Linked DNA regions of Mus musculus: region 1 is linked to region 2. A link is a contact called in public promoter capture Hi-C data. All regions are on one chromosome and are shown on one strand. Each heading gives the region's core, a stretch centred on a gene start, on an enhancer-like site or on the middle of the called end of the contact. The rest is flanking DNA. Distances are from core to core; before and after follow the strand shown. Region 1 holds the start of Zfp551 (zinc fingr protein 551). Region 2 holds the start of Zik1 (zinc finger protein interacting with K protein 1).

Evidence for each region. Promoter capture Hi-C pulls out the DNA fragments that hold promoters and counts their contacts.
Region 1: a contact with region 2 is called in a promoter capture Hi-C map of pre-B cells. The contact joins the promoter of Zfp551 here to the promoter of Zik1 in region 2. A contact is called at or near these places in 5 of 39 promoter capture datasets (cranial neural crest, frontonasal cranial neural crest, hippocampal neurons and 2 more).

The regions. Positions count from the first base shown.
Region 1 is chr7:12,420,469-12,423,743 of GRCm38.p6, forward strand. Zfp551 (zinc fingr protein 551) reads right to left here and starts at 2,023. Exons shown (of 4, transcript NM_001033820.3): 1 at 1,922-2,023; 2 at 1,340-1,378. The coding sequence starts at 2,020.
Region 2 is chr7:10,493,818-10,497,278 of GRCm38.p6, forward strand. Zik1 (zinc finger protein interacting with K protein 1) reads right to left here and starts at 1,564. Exons shown (of 4, transcript NM_009577.3): 1 at 1,325-1,564; 2 at 673-711. The coding sequence starts at 705.

The DNA.
Region 1 (3,275 bases), core at 773-3,272, 1.9 Mb after region 2:
AGGTTTGAGGTTCTCAAGGTTGAGGTCTGAGCAAAAGCACAAACAGATAGAAGGTGAAGAGAAGAGGAAGCCACCATGGGTTAGGTAAATCATGATATAGCCATGAGGGCTAGCAAATTGGAGTTAAGAGCTGCCCAGATGGAACATGGCAAATTATGCCTTGGGGTTATTGGTGGAGAAATAGATTCTAATAGCATAGAGGGTAGATATCTGCCCAGCTCTAGTGTTGATGAAGGCTTATTATAATAATAAAAGTTGTGTATCATTTATCCAGGAACCAAATGATCAAAGGGAGGGCAAAACCACTGACTGAGATTACATATTTCTGTTAACAGACTAACCTCTAAAACTATAAGCCAACCTCAATTAAATGTTTCCTTTCTAAGAATTGCCAGAGTCATGGTGTCTTTTCACTGCGATAAAGCCCTAAGACACCCACCAACAATTACCAGTGGAAGCCGGGTATTATAACTCATGCCTATAATTCCAGTACTTAGGAGACTGTCACAAGTTCAAAGCTAGCTTGAGCTACATTGTGATGCACTAGACCCCTTTCAGCCCAGTATAAAGAGCAGAGATAGTCGAAGTGATCAGACCAGATGTGATGCCTAGCAAAGACACTAAAACCTGTCACACTATCTCCAAGTTTATACCATGTGCTCTAGGGTTCCAGTTTCCTAGAGTCATCAATCCATGCTGGGGTGGGTTTTGTTGACACGGCTATCTAATGTTCCCTCACTCATACTCCTGTAAGTAACCCCAGTAAAGCTCACTGGCTTACCAAGTTGTACTTTGGTCTGTCCTCTCTTCCCTATCTGGGACTCCTAGATGCTTGTTCATGTCTCCACAGAATTACTGTCTACACAACACCATTTCCCTTCTTCCACAGTCGGTTTCCCGTGCAGCAGCCGGCAACAAGGAGCCTGAGGAGAATAAGTTGGCTTGCCAGCCTTCTCCACACCCAAATTTCCCATTGTCATTTCTACATATAAAGTACACATTCTGCTTTTCAGAGAATTATTCTGGGTCTGACACCTTCACCTCACTGATCCTTATTCTAAGGAGAAAGATCTTTCTGCACATGCCTAAGTAATTCAGTCTCCCCTTCAGGCACAGGCACATACTGGCACACACCGTGGGAGAAGCAACCTTCTACACTTCTGTTCACACTTGCCAAGAATTTCATACAACTCACAGCCTACACATCTCTGGGTTATGTACCTAACCTGTTCAAGACTGCAAGGCACCAGGCTACTAGGGCACACTGAGATAATAGACCAAGGACACCACTAACCTAAAACCTGTTGGTAGCATGAGGGTAATGGCAGGATCCACTTACCAGGCCAAGCTCCATAACTGGTTCTGAAGTCAGGGGAACCTGAAAAAAGGAGGAGGCTCTTAGAATCTAGCAGCCATAGGCGGTCTTCACAGGCTTCAGTCACACAGTGACCCTGATCACCGTGGGGTCAGAAGGCCTGGGATTACTACAAATCTGTCTATGCAGTGGTCCACAATTCTGAATCTCACCTGAGAGCTGTCACACCGGTGGCACAACTCTCTCCTGCCCCTCATATCTCCTCCTGTTTGTCCTTGCTCTGAGTAACTTCAGGAAAATTTAGAATCCTATTCCCGAATAGGATCTCTGTTCACAATTCTCACTGGCTCCCGGTGTCTGAAGAATTAAACTCAAATTCCTCAGGTGCAAATCGACCTCACAACTGCTTCTACAAACACTTGGCTACTAGGACTCAAAATCTTCCCTGCCTAGCAGCCCTTTCAGGAGGCATCCCTCTGCAACACTCACAAACCCCTGCACACAGCTGTTCTGCTGCCAGGAGCACCAACTAGGAACTTCAGGGTCATGATGGGGCCTCTTCCGGGGCTCTAGCGCTCGGGTGACAGCGCAAGACGCAGCACTTACCTGGGCTATGTTCCTGTGCATGGCCACAGCCATTGGATTCTGTAGAGGAAGCAAGGACCAGGTCGCCGAGGTCTCTTCCCTAGGCCTGGCTCGGGGCATGTGGGCGGAGTCGCTGGGCCTCAGCAGGGCCTCTGTAACACAGAGCAGCTCTTTGCGCTCTGCCATAAGAACTGCCCACCTCGCCGAGCTTCCAGTTAGGTAAACAAACCTCAGAAACGCCTAAACGACCACCAAAAAGACCACGCTGGAAATCTAGCTCCAGACACGAACCGCGCACTAGTCCACAAACACACACCCCAAAAAATAATAATACAAATAAATGCCGAATTTCCACGGGCTCAACTCCACCCCCATCGTCTCGCGTATTGCATCCCGGGAAATGTAGTTTCCGTCGCTCCCCAGGCAGGTACCCTGCCCCCAAGCCTGACCCCTATGAACTTAGTTTAAAAGAAAACAGGCATGCTTATATGAGTTTGTGACTACAGCTTTCTGGCGAGGAAAGATACTTAAATAAAACTGTTTCAGTATTCCTGGGATCTGTTGTATGGCTGATAGCCACTGTGATGATGTCTTATTTCAGACACCATGAAGTTCTTTGTGCATCAAGAGGCTATAAAGAAACAAATTCAAATGAACATATTCCGTATAGTAGTTTAGGCACTATATGTGTGCTTGTGTATCTGTATATTTATGTATACACTCAGGGACTCCATGATGCAGTTCTCAAGAGGTCATCCCATCCATGATGGATGAGACTTTATGGTATTTCAGATATTCGTGTCACCCATGTGCCTTTAAGAACCCCTCACCAGTGCTCACACACAAATGCTCTCTCTCTCTCTCTCTCTCTCTCTCTCTCTCTCTCTCTGTGTGTGTGTGTGTGTGTGTGTGTGTGTGTGTACATCATACATACATACCTATACCCATGCCTGTACCCGTACTTGTACACATACACATATGTGTGCAAAAACTGTTGGCTTGGCTATAATATGCATTTTTATTGCTGTTCAAACGCTTTCATTCAAAATCATTGATAACTAAATTTTTAACTCCCTGTATACTCAGTTAATGACAAGACAAAAACAATGTTAATTGGGTACATTGTATGGAAGATAAGGAACAATGTTTTGACTACCGTAGATCAGAAGCTAAAGGGACATCTTTGCCTCTTGTTCCCACAGACAGCTGCTTTCCTACCTATTTTCTAGTGATTGTGCCTAATGCGCAGATCCAATTTTATATTTTTCATTTAGTATGTCTTGTTCAACTTCCAAAGAAGCAGTTGCCTTAAGAATTTATAAATTCACTATGTCTTCCAGTTGCCCCAAATATATATTTGTCAAGAAACTGCTGA
Region 2 (3,461 bases), core at 314-2,813:
TCATAAAGGTAGCAAAAGTATAGTTATGAGGTAGCAATGAAAATAATTTTATGATTGAGGGTCACCCCAACATGAGGAACTAAAGGATGGCAGCATTAGGAAGGTTGAGAACCACTGTCCTACAGCCTGTATAAATAGTATCTTCCCTTCTTTAAAATCTGAGACTCTAAGCAGCTCCAATTTCAAAACTAATCTAGACTCCTGCCACTTCCTCCATCTTCACCCTGGTGTAATCACTGCTAACACTTTCCCAAACTATTATGGCAGCTTCCCCCATGGTCTTATTGACTTCCTCACAATAACTGGGTTCTCCATGCCACAGAAACATGGAGGCTTATGTGACTAAGATTAGATCACCTCCCTCCTCTTCCCTTTCCTTTCCCTAAATGTTGAATTACTCTCATCACTCTAAAGCAGAACGCTGAGATTCATTCCAGATCTGAATCCTGCCCTGCTGCTTTCACTTCCCTCAGAAGAAAACACTTGGGGTTCTATGAACCACATGAGCCTCATCTCCAAACATTTACACATGCCAATCAATGCCTGCGTCAACCTTACAGATCACATTCTATTGTTTGTTACCAAAAGGAACTACTCCAATCTTCAATTTGTTAAGGCCCCTTTGACTCAAGACAAATATCTCAGTGACAGCCTAGGACATATTCTCCTCACCTGCATGAGGGCCATATCCATTTCTGCAGTCATGGACACCTGTGAGATGAGAGATGTTATGAATGATGGCAGGGACCCAAAGCTTTAGGTTTTCCTATACCCTCTCCCAACCCGGAGCAAAGTGACATAGGGATGCCCTCGTTACATCTGATCCTAAATCCTCAGTGCTTGTGCTTACTTATGGACCCTTGAACAATGACTCAACTGGCCTATAATATATCTCCACACAACTCCCAGGTTGGAAAACCCTAGGGTGGTCCAAGAACTAGCTGAGATGAGAATATACATACATATATACATACATACTCTCATCACGAGCAGCAGCTTTTTGGAAACCCTAAAACCCACACTCAAGTCTGTGTAGTTTTTCCATAACACGAATTCCTGTCATGGGGAAAATGGTACAACACTTCATCTCATTATTACGGGCCTAAATAGTCCACACTTCAGCGTCGCTCCAAGAAATTACACACACTATGGCCCTGGCTGTACCACTCCGCCTCCTCATTGTAGCTTTGCAAATAGAAAAGCCGAATCACGTACTCCTACTAATACAGGGATCTGGGGAGTAGCGACTTAAGGGGACTCCCTAATTCCGACTCTGCAAGATAAGTGGCGAGGACAAGGGAGCCACAAATGTCGCACCACTTACCTAAGCCTGGTGCATGAGCGTGGGCACAGCCATCCAAGTAAGCGAGCGCAGACAACGGGGAAACGGGGACGAGGGACCTGGACAATACTGCCACTGTCAGTGCCGGGGCTGCGATGAATATTACGCCCTTAGAACCGCTCCTTTGAGATTCTTCGATCCGTACACCTCTGGACAAAGGGGTCTTGCACACGATCTGGAAGGAGGGACCCAAAAACCGCTAAAATGAGCGCCACAGAGCGCAGCCGGAAATCCCGCCCCATTCCTCCAGCCAAACCCGAAGATGGTACTATCCTAAATTCTCATTGGCTCATGCTCCTCTCTCTGTGGATAGTGCATTCTGGGTAACGTAGTTCCTTCAGATATGCGTCTGTGGGTGGGGAAGCTGTGCAACTTCATCACCTGGAACAAAGGCCAAAAGGGATGTGTGCTGGGAAGCGCCATGTACGCTAGCAAACAACCCTTTTCATCTGTCTTCTTTTCTGAAGTCCTCGGCCATAGTCTGGGGCCACCCACCCCAGTGTTTTCCAACTTGGGGGCAAACAGAATACAAGGATGCTAGACTGGAGGTCAAAAGAGGCTGTGGTTGTATAGATGAACTCAAACTCCGGGGGAACTGCGGGATTTCTCCATGTGTACCCAAATGCTGGGCAGACATCCGATGGAGAGCCCATGCCTAGCCTCTTGAACTAGCTCAGGGCACTTGGCCTCCTAGTCCACTGTTGGAAGCCACTTGCAGGGAGTCGAATTTAAATCCATAGTGACTCCTACATTTCCCTGTTGTCTGCTTAAATACCCCCTCCCTTTGTATTCTAATACCACTCCTATGGCACTTGATTTGCCTCTTCTTCAGTGTTGCCCTAAGAGAACACACACAGCTCCTTAAGCTTCAACTAGATCTGTCCGGTAGCTAGAAAGTTGGCTGACTAGCCTGAATATCAATAAAAAGCAGAAATTGCCTCTCCAGGAAAAAAAAGAAATCAGGATCTGTGTGAGGCCAGCAAGTTCTGCAACTCGCCCTCTCCTGAGGGCGCCGCTTATAGAGGTAGAGAGCAGCAGCCACCAACTGGCCATAAACTAAATGTAACTCTTGTACACAACTACAAAAAAGACAAAGTTAAACAGAGTTCAAGCAAATCTTAAACTCCTAGCATATGAAAAGTTTTGTGTTTGTCTGTATTTGTATATTTGGCATCCATCAATCTCAGGACCAGAGATAGCTAAAGTTGTAACTCATGCTGATGTACACCATGCAATTCCTACAAAGGATGCCAGAGGGAAGAGAATTATTAGTTCTGGGCTAGCATGGTTACAGAGCATGAGTCAAACTAAAATATCAACAAATACCAACAGTGAAAGTCAATTGAACAGGTTGGAGTGTCTTTTCAATGATACTCAGTTGTCTAAATTTCCAAGTGGCTAGCTGAGCTTTCTACTACTTCTAGGAAACTAACTGGTCTGGACGCAGTCTTCTTTGCAGCTTGGTTTATTAAGGAAAAATGTGCCTTGAAAATCTCATTTTTGGGGGGGGGCACTTTCTGAAGCTATTTTGCATTGTCTCAACTGCCTACTTAAGAATGGAATGTTTCAATCTCACAGTTAACAGTTATGCAACAAAGCTATACATACATTATTACACATTTTAAGGAGACTGTAGAAAGAAATGAAGGCAGAGTCACTAAACTTATGAATTTTTCCAAAAGGCAAAAACCATTTGTTTTGCTGTAAAGCCCTTGCCCTTCTTGTTTAATCACACATATTTTATTTCCTATTATGGATCACCCTGGCTCTTAACAAGCTGAGGAACGCCATATAAATCAATAGACGTGAGGATACATATCTCCTCCTATGGCAGGAGGAAACTTCCCCTATACAGTGCCAGCCATTACCTGGATGTGTGTAAGAGCTAAACAGTTTATGTTGTCATTAGAAGTGGAGAAAAACAAATTCTCTTCAGTGACCTCTGGTTTCAACAAAATGAAGATATGAAGGCGACAAAGCCCTACACAGAGCCTAAGCCTTAGGTAGAAAAACAAACTAGATGAAGGAAGAAATGAAACCTATTTTCAGCTCTCCTGTACCTAAAAGAGAAAGTGATTTCCCCTACAAAAGCTAGTCATCTATGCACAGGTCAATTTTG